2 separate regions of the Rattus norvegicus genome follow, and region 2 is linked to region 1. Evidence: chromatin contacts called from public Hi-C data. All regions are on one chromosome and are shown on one strand. The core of a region is the stretch at or near the end of the contact, and the rest is flanking DNA. Distances in the headings are between cores, read along the strand shown. Region 1 overlaps Cyth3 (cytohesin 3). Region 2 overlaps Cyth3 (cytohesin 3).

What was found. Hi-C and Micro-C count contacts between places; a contact is called where the count stands out from the background.
Region 2: a Hi-C map of frontal cortex shows a contact between it and region 1, with 1.8 times the contacts expected there. The contact joins two enhancer-like sites. A contact is called at or near these places in 3 of 12 Hi-C or Micro-C datasets (the Rat2 cell line, frontal cortex and hepatocytes).

What each region holds. Positions count from the first base shown.
Region 1 is chr12:15,972,004-15,976,968 of GRCr8, reverse strand. It overlaps Cyth3 (cytohesin 3), which reads left to right. Exons shown (of 13, transcript NM_053912.2): 5 at 4,838-4,956. Among named protein-coding and RNA genes, the nearest start is that of Usp42, 39 kb to the right of the region's middle. Within about 2 kb of position 2,513, at least 14 of the 93 cell types and tissues checked have an H3K27ac peak or open chromatin away from gene starts, as enhancers often do.
Region 2 is chr12:16,024,436-16,029,400 of GRCr8, reverse strand. All of the region lies in intron 1 of Cyth3 (cytohesin 3), which reads left to right. Among named protein-coding and RNA genes, the nearest start is that of Cyth3, 21 kb to the left of the region's middle. Within about 2 kb of position 2,425, at least 16 of the 93 cell types and tissues checked have an H3K27ac peak or open chromatin away from gene starts, as enhancers often do.

The sequences.
Region 1 (4,965 bases), core at 1,264-3,763:
CCTAGGCTAGAAGTAAATGCCAGCCCAGACTGGAGAGATGGTTCAGTGGTTCAGCACTTGTGGGTTGGAGACCCAGCACTCACAGGGTGGCTCACATCCACTATGACTCCGGTTCCAGATAACTTGAAGCATGCACGTGGTGCACAGACATTCATGGAGGCAAAGCAGGTAAACACACAAAGACACCCAGCAGGACCGCTCCGTTGCAGATGCCCTTAGACTAAGGCTGAAATGAAGAGACTAGAAGAGGCGAAAGGCTTAGTGTGCGCTTCCATTTCTGCTGTTGACTTCTTTTAATATTAACTTTTCTGTTGAGTGTGTTAGCACAGGCCTTTATCCCAGTACTCAGGAGGCAGAGGCAAGGGGCAGATACAGACAGATCACTCACTTCAGGGCTATCCTGGGCCACAAAGTGAGTTCCAGACAAGCCAGGGCTACACAGTGAAACTCTGTCTCAAAAATTTTTTTTTATTAGTGAAACATTTGATTTCTTTTATAAGTAATTGTTTAATGTGTTGTACCCTATACATTCTGTAACAAATGACCACAAACTAGATGACTTAAAACAGAAATATATCCTCATGCGGGACACGGAGTCCAAGCTGAAGGTCCAAGCAGAATGCCTTTCAAACTTGGACGGAGAGTCTGTCCAGGCCTCTCTCCTACCTGCAGGTGATTGACAGCGGGTGCTCCTTAGCTGTGAACATAGCCTTCAGCCTCTGTGCATCTTCCCTCTCACTGTGTAGTCCAGGCTGGCCTAGAACTCGGGATCGTCCTAACTTAGCCTCTGAAGTGCCAGGATTGCAGGTCTGTGCCAGCACACCTGGCTTAAATGCCCTTTTAAAAACATTCATCATGAGCTCAAAGCAGGCCTGCTCTGGTGTCCTCTGCTTCCTTCCTGTGTCTCTTCCTGGTGGAGCCTTTCTTACACCTACTTGCTTGGTCTCTGGCTTTTGACTCCACATGTGTTTTGTCTGCATCAGACATTTCACCATGGAGCAGAATCTAAAGGAAAAAGATTATATTAGGCCCCTGGTTTTAGAGTTTCAGCCACAGTCATCTGGATACTTTGGGCCTGAGAGAAGGCAGAACATTATGTGGTAGGAGGTGTGGCAGAGGCCCTTTTCTCATGGAGATAGGAAGCAGAGAAAAGCAGCAGGAAGGGGCCAGATAGACTCTTCAAAGGCACGCCTCCATCAGCGCACTTCCTCTAACCAGTCTGTCTTCCACAGCTCTGCTACCCTCACCCTGTCCACCTTGAAGAATCTTAACATTAATGAGGTCAGAACCCTCAAACAACTAGTCTAGTCTAATGATGTCTGGAAACACACAGGCACCCATATCCTTCAGTGTGTCTCACCATATCCTAGAAGTGTCTCAGTCCAGTCACACTGACAAGATTAACCATCGTAGGCCTCTGCCCTGAACTCCCCTGCAGCTCCGTTTCCCATGATTAGGGTTTGTGTCTCTTGCAGAGGGAACCCTTTGTCCTCCTTTTGTCTCTTCTGTGACGTAAGCCAGAAACGATCTTGTTCTGACTTCCTTACGTCTCCCCAAACAGTTGTATTGATTCCTTTTCTTGCTGCTCTGACAAAGTGCCTGACAGAATAGATCTCAGGAAGGAAGGGTCACGTGGGCTCACAGGTCCATCATGGGAAGGCATGGTGGCCAAAGCTCGCACGGCATCCACAGTCATGAGACACGAATGCTGGCACTCAGCTAGCCTTCTCCTTTTTATTCAACCGAGGCAGCCAGCCTATGGAAGGGGTGCTCCACATTCAAGGGGGAGGGGGGCCTTCCCGTCTCAGTTTAAAGTCTCTGACACTCCCGCATAGACAAGCTTTTCTCCTAAGTAATTTCTAAGTGCTGGCCGGTTGACAGTCAAGGTCAGCTGTTACAGTGACCTAGTTCTTTGGGAGGATGGAGGCTCGGGGCAGAGACCAGGGGTTCCAGGGTCTGGCACTCAGCCTTGAGACTACAGACCCTGGAAGCCCAGGGCAGGTAGGAGGGGAGAAAAAGCCAGAGGGCAAAGATAGAAGAACCTCGTAAGGGTCCTGGGACTATCTGTGTCTGCCTAGGGGTCATCGAGCGGTCTGAGCTCAACCTCTGCTATCATAGTGTGAGTGAAAGCAGTTTCCAGAAACCAGGCCCGGATCAGACCCACTTTAGACTCTACTTCCATGAGCCTTTTGTTCCAAAATCCCAAGTGCTTTCAGATGCCTTTCTCCCTGCCCTTGGCAGATTTCAAGTAGCAAGACTTACCAGTTTATATTTACAGTTGGTCTCATGAATCCTAGTATTCTTAGCAAGGGCTCTATAATGCTGGAGTGTTGACCTTTGATGCTGAGGTGTTAGACAGTCAACTCCTGTCTTAACGTCCTGTGTTATTGCCCCTCTCTTGCCAGCTCCAAGGGTATCCCTGCCCTGTGTCTTGCTGGCCGCTGGCTTACCATCTCTAAGCACTCCTAATTCTCCTCACCTGGATGGCTGGAGAACGCGTCACACAGCAGCAGTGGGGGTGGGTTTTAGCCCGTACTCCAGCACAGGTGTGCTCCCATGGCCACAGCGGAGTGTGCAGAGTGTGTGTGACTTTACAGGAGCACCCAGGTGACATGCTCTTTCACATTCTTACCAGAAACACACAAGAGTTAACGTAGGACTGTCAGATTTAAATGGCCCACAAATTTTAAATGTAAGTCTTGAAGCCTCCTGACAAATTAAGAAACAAAACCCTCAACCCAGAACAAACTGTACTTGCAGAACATTGTAGGCCACCTTTCTGGGGCCACTCTTTCTCAAATCCATTCCCCCGGGTATCCCATACTGTCACCAAAATTAGGTTTTCTCTTTTTAAACTTTGCGTAAGCAGAATGAAAATATCCCTGCCTAGGGATGGAGAGATGGCTTCACTGGATATGGAGCTTGCTGTGCAAGCTTGGGGACCAGAGGCTGATCGTCCAAACCCACATAAAACCGGAGTGGGCGTAGTGGCCCCACACTTGAGAGGCAGAGACAGGGGAGCCTTGAGTCAGTAGCTAAATAGACGGACTGGACTTGGTAGCTCTAAGCTCAGTGGGAGTCCTGCCTCAATCAATTAAAGATGGAGAAGAGTCAGGGAAGGCATGGCAGCAGTGTGGGGACCTTTGTGCACGAGCACGAAACGCGTGCATCCGCGTCTGCACCGTGCACACAACGATCGCATGTGTTCACTCGTGTGCTCTTTCGTGTGCTGTCTTTTGCTGGGTCCCAGGTCTGTGAGGCTCTCCTCAGTGTCTTCTTTCCACCTAGTTGCAGCTTCCATCTTGTATCTTTATCCTTCCCCTTACTGGTTGTCTGTTGCTGTCTGAAGTCTTTGGAAATGCTAAATACGGCTGCCAGATGGACTGTGGGTGTGTGAGGAAGCCATAGCAGGCTGAGGCCTGGGAGTCTCAGCTGGAAAAGCCTCTCTGAATTTGTAGAAACGCCTCTTGGCACATGGATAGCAGAATTCCGTGTGCTCTCCCCAGCCCTGGTATGAGGTAGCTTCGTATAAGCCAGCTCTCAAGTTGTGCGAGAGGTGAAGCTTTGCTATCGTGGTGGGTCCTGGAAGTCTTGTGAGATGGTGTCGTGCCGCTGACCCATTCTCAAACCTGCCAGCTGCGTTTTACGAGTTCTTCAAGCGGGCATGTGTTTGGCTGGTGTAAGATTGGGGTAGTGTTGCCAGTTAACATGTTTTTGGCTTCAGGTAACAGAACCCCCCACCCCCCAAATTGGATACACAATGGAGTTTATTTTCTCATATAGTTGCTATGGCAATAAGTGTCTTCCGAGTGACAGGAGCAAGATGCTTATCTCAGTCTTTCCCTCATATGAGGGATGCTGTGGTACTGGTCACCGCATGGACTTCAAAGTAGAAAGAAAGAGGAAGGCGTAGAAGGCATCCCTACTTGCTTCCATTCATGTCAGCTTGCCCAGGTCGGTGTCATGAGCTCATTTGTACCGCAGTGCCGTGCTGTAAAGCAGGTCTTTCGGGTAAGATAGCAGAGTAGAAGGGTTGAGTTGGGGCATTGGGGCAGAGTGGGAAGATCAGAAAACAGCACAGCCCCACAAGCCTGAAGACCTGAGATCCACCCCCAGGGTCCAGGGGGGAAGAGAGACTGAGGGCTGTCCTTTGACCTCCACCTGAGGTCCATCCCCAGGACACCATTGTAGGAGGATCCAGTCCGTGGCAAGTTGTCCTCAGATTATGGCCAGTGCATGGGCTCACACACATAAGTAAATAGAAGTTAAATTTTAGTAAGTTCCAAATTCTTGTTAAAAGGCGGGGAAGGGCTGCTGGAGAGATGACTCAGCTGCTCTTCCCGAGGACCAAGGCTGATTCCCAGCACTCACATGGCAGCTTAAACCTTCCGGGACTCCACCTGCTGGCGTCTACAGGTGCTAGGCTTGCACGCAGTACACAGGCATGCATGCAGGCCAAGCAGTCGAATACATAAAATAGAAAAACAAGGTTTTCAAGAGATCGGTGGCTAGGGGCGGGAATTGGGTTACACAACTGTCAGCAACTCTCAGCACAGTGCGGTTCTGTACAGCAGGAACAGGATTTTTTCCCTGAGCTTTACAAACCTGACGTTACTTTTTAACTGCTTCTATAATGCCTGACAAGCACAGTGACTCTTCCTTGAATGGATGAACAAACTATGGTGTCTTGGAAGCCAGACCATGTGGGCTTCACCAGTCTCTGGCACTTTCACTGTGTCTGCCTCTGTCAGGTTACTGCATAAAGCGTGTCTCTAACTTTGAAATGGATCGTGAGCGCCCTGCTGACCTGCATGTTCCACTCCTCATTGTTCCTCAGGGCATTCAGTTCCTGATTGAGAACGACCTGCTGCAGAGCTCCCCAGAGGATGTCGCCCAGTTTCTGTACAAAGGAGAGGGCCTGAACAAGACCGTCATCGGAGACTACCTGGGTGAGAGGTAAGTGAG
Region 2 (4,965 bases), core at 1,176-3,675, 53 kb before region 1:
GGGAGCGGATTGGTTTGAGTTGTTAAAGTGCTTGCTGTACGAACAGGATGCTTTGAATTTGATCCCCAGAACCTAAATTAAAGCTGGACAGGCGTCTGCATCTCCAGGACTAGGGGCTGGAGAGAGGTGGAGAAGTCCTGGGAACTTGTTGTCTAGCCAGCCTAGTGAAAAGGCAAGCTCTAGGTTCATCAGTTTGTACCAAAGAATGAGGCAAGGGCTGACGCATGGCTTAGTGGGTAGAAGTGCCTGGTGCCTAAGCCTGAGAACCTGAGTTCAGTTTCTGGAGCTCATGTAAGAAAGCTGGTGTGGTAGCCAGCAAGCGCCCTTAATCCAGCACTGCCCTGTGAGGTGGGAGGCAGAGCCAGGAGAGCTGTGCAGACGTTCTCCATCCAGCCGACTGCAGAAACGGGGGAGAGCCTGCCGCAGCAAGTGGGAGGTGAGGGCCAATCCCTGACAGCTGTCTTCTGACTTCCACAGACAGGCCATGGTGCCCCTCCCCACCCCAGCCATACACTCAATAGGGTGAAGAGTGACAGGGAAGCCCAGTGCACATGGGAACACACCCTGCCCCGCCCACACAGGAAGAGATGCAGTTGCATTTCAGGTAGGTATCCCTACACGTGGAGCAGTGGCTTTCAGTGTCCGCAGGCAGCAGCACGTGAGGCAGAAGCGTGCTGTCTGGAAGGTGGTTTACTCTGAAGGCCAGTGCATAGATACAAGGGCCTGAGATAAATCGTTAACAGAACTGTGGAAGATGTACTTCTGCGGGACTCCACCATGCCCACAGCAGAGGACACTGGATGCCAGACCTTCATCCCCTGTTCACCCTGAAGCCCTGACAGATAGCAAGGTTACAGACAGCTCACAGAAAGAAAGACTAGGAAAAGGTGATGGAGGGGCAAGTAGGGAGATGGTGGCATTCTAAGTAACTTCTGGTAGCCATTGCATACATGGTGACTGGTTAATATTGCACTGAATACTTGAAACTCACCAGTCTTAGCCTTTATCACGTTCGGTCACTGATTTGGCCATGACAATTGGCTTAAATGGTAATCATCTCACTATATCTATCTATCTATCTATCTATCTATCTATCTATCTATCTATCTATCTATATCAAGCATCTCTTTGAAACAGGGTATCATTTTATAAATTAGCTAGACTCACATAGAGTCTCCTGCCTCTACCTCCAGGGATTAAAGGTACGTGGCACTGCGGCCCTCTGATACACATGGTGGATGGATTCATCATGTTAAGTGGAGACCCCTTCTGTAGAGGGGGAGAAATAAGCTGTTAGAAGGAACAAGAAATTGGAAACTTACCAACAGATCAAACAAAATAGGGGTTATTTTTTGAGATAGTTCTTTTGTAGCCAAGATGGGCTTTGAATTGATACTTCTGCCTCTGCCTCCAGAGTGTTGGGATGGAAAGCTGTGCTCCATGATGTGGTGTGAGAATGGGGATTTAGAAGAAGCAGGAAGGGCTCTTGGCAGCCCCTTTACAAGGCTATGCTTGTGCAAGGGCAGCAAGTGTGGGAATTGTTTCACACACACACTGGATTCAAAAGGCCATCTGGAAGCCATTGTTCCAGAATGTTCCCCACACTCTTCCCTCTGTTTGTTCCCTTTCCTCTTTAGTAAGGGCATAGTTGATAGATATTTATTCTCAGGCAAACGTTTCTCTACAAAAATTAAATTCTCTGTTTAGAGGGAAATTGGGGCTTCTGGATATATCCTGAGAACCCAAATAAAGTTGCTTATTTTTATTTTTGCCTTCTGAGGGCTTCTGAGCCCGTCAGCCTTTATCTGACCTTTCACCATGATGGAAGGTAGTGTCTAGGCTTTGTTTATGAACCCCAAAGTTAATGCACGTTCTCACTCAAAATGCAAACCTTAAGAGGAAATCGACTGAGGGAAGACACTTGCCTACAACGCTGAAAGATGCCTCAAAGCTAACTCTATCTCACTTTTAAATGTGTGCAGACAGCAAGGATATCCAGATGGGTGGAAAAACCCAGCAGCATGAGAGGGATTTAATTCAAAATATTTTTAGAAAGTATAGCTGACTCCAAAAGAAAGAGACTTGAGAAGATGGAAGAATACTTTAAAAAATGATCATTCGCAATTTGTTGGGGGCGGGGTGGGGTAAGTGAATAGGTGCTAGAATTCCCTGACTTCCAGTCTTCCTTCCTCTTGAATCAGCAGCTTCTGATAGAAGTGACTGAGAGGGAGAAGAGTGAAAAGCTGACTCATCCTAGGTGGGATCGGGTGAAGAAATATCAGGGCCTGACTCATTTACTGTTTCCTAAGGGTTCGGCGCTGCGTGAAACAATGTAAACCGAGATATGGGCCCTGCTAATTTGGGAAGTAGGAAGGGCTGGATGATGGATCCCAAGTGACTGCAGACAGCCAGGGGTGGGTTTGTTCCTGCACTAATTGGTGTCAGGAGCCGCTGGCCTGGGAGGCCATTGGACACATGTGGGCTCCATATGCTCAGACGTACTAGGGCTGCTGCCTCCGTGCCGAAGTCTTCTCCCTGGAGCAGCTTCCAGCCACCTGGAGTGGAAACCAGGTCAGTTAGGTACAGACATCAGGATCCAGAAGCGACGGATGGGTTTCTCCAAGGAGACTGACAAAATGTCTGAGGGATGAAGCTGGACTACCTGTGGAGTGCTCGCGTGGTTTAGGTGTATACAGCCCTCCTGCTCACACATAAGAGGTAGAAAAGTAAAACAAAACAAACCCGGACAAACTTGGCAGTGTTACAAGCAGGGCCAGCCACTCTGTTTGGGGTGGATGAGGGAAGCTTGGGCTTGGAAACCATTGTTTATTAACAATAGAAACAGCTCGCTGCCAAAATAAAATGGAGGAGGATACAGGTTCTGAAATGTGATTCTGGAAAAAAACCAATAGAAACTTGAAGAAAATTTTAGATAAAATGTCCTTTTTGTTGATTTTAATAAAATAGAAGGAGGGAAATAAATGGATTAAATGTTAAAGGGGTGGGGATAAGGATTTGGCTCAGTAGTTGAGAGTGCTTGCTGCTCTTGCAAGGTTCCTAGCACCCTCTTCCCGTGACTTCAGGGGATCCACTGCCCTCTTCTGACTTCCATAGATACTGCATACATTTGACACAGTCATGCCTGTGTACACGTGTGTACACACACACACACACACACACACACACACACACACACACACACAATCTTTTTAAGATGGAAAAGGCCATTGGCCAAGTTGGAAACCAGTTGATTGAGAGACAGAATTATGAGGTGAAATGAATAAGCCAAGAGAAAGAAACTACTATTACTAAATGCATTTGCAGAATTTTTTTTTCTTTTTTTCGGAGCTGGGGACCGAACCCAGGGCCTTGCGCTTTCTAGGCAAGCGCTCTACCACTGAGCTAAATCCCTAACCCCCATTTGCAGAATTTTAAACTCTACTAGGATCCATGAGGAAGAAAATTGGCCATGTGGGAAGTTAAATTAGTGCTGTGATCTAAATAAGTATTGTTCCTGAGAAGATACCAAAACAAACCAGAAACAGTAATCGGAGGTACAATGGAAAAAGTATCTTTGACTTGAAAGAAAAACACCAGATGCTTTTGTATATTCAATGGGCTTATTCTGCGTTAGTTGAAATTAGCAAAAAGAAAGACATATCAGGATAAAGGACCCAAGAAGAGCTCCGCTAAAGCAAATGTCTGTGTGTGGAAGTTTCTTAGGGAGGGGGCGTCAGGATTCTTTCAGACTCCTACAATATTGCTGGGTAGAGTAAGCTGAGAGTTTTTAGGAGAGAAAAGGGTTGTATTTAAGAATCAATCGCCCTAATTGTTAATTTGTAAAGACAACAGGAAGGCACTCCCTGAAACTGCAAAGAAGGTAGAGCTAGGAGTGTGGTGAGATGGCTCAGCCCTGAGGTATTCGCTGTGTAAACGAGAGGAGCAGAGTTGTATCTCCAGCCCTAATGCAGAAGTCAGGTGTGGGGCATAGAGATCCCCCCAGAGGTCATTGGTTAGCCAGTCTAGTCTGGGAGAGAACCTGTCTCAGAAGTAAGACAGAAGAGTAAAAAGGTCTACATTGACCTCCGACCTCCTGCACACATGCACACGCAAAGGGCAGAGCTAGCATTGGGCTTCAGTGAGAGCTCGCCTATCCTTGGACTAACGTCTTAGGCACCAGCGTGTCCTTTCTCTTCAAGGATGTGGGGTCTTCTCTGGGATCTTCCTGACGCCATCTGGGAGTTTTTCAGTAAAAGGAGACAAGTTTTTCATCGTAGACCCCCAACGAAAAGACTTAATTGGTGTGCCTGAGATCCAGCTTCCAGAAAGGCTGAAATGAGAGCATTCAAGGTCAGCCTGGCAACATAGTAAGGGTCGGTCTGGTTAATGGCAAAAAGGTTGAAATAACTAATGAGAAGTTGTGATATTGAAACCAAAGCACTGTCATTGAAATTTAACCATAAGTGTGTCTAGTTATAAACGTAACCATTTGAGTGAATCCAGAGAGAGGATAAACCAGTAACAGATAAACAGTTACAGTATACAGGGTCAGTAGCCCTAACAAAGTGAGTGTGGGAATTAGAGAGGCTGGCAAGTTGATGGTGGGGACGCTCAGGAAGTATTGGGAGAAGGTAAGGACCCAGACTTTTGACATTGATAACTACAGAAATTTAATAGTACTGTGGTTTAAAAAGATACTCTAAAGGTAACCTACCTACTAGAAGATTTAAACTAAGACAAAGGCATCTCACATCAGAGGAAGAAGATGAAGTGAAACAGATTATGAGGTTGGGCCCTCCAGTCAGACATGCTGTGGTCTGTCTCCCCTCTATTTGTTCAGAGTGTAACTAAACACTCTTGCTGTGTCGTTTAGAGATTTTGTGTGCTCACGTATGTGTCATGAAGTCGTGTCTTTACTTGTGAAGACCAGCGGCCAGCTTCAGGTGCCTTCCTCTGCTGCTCAGC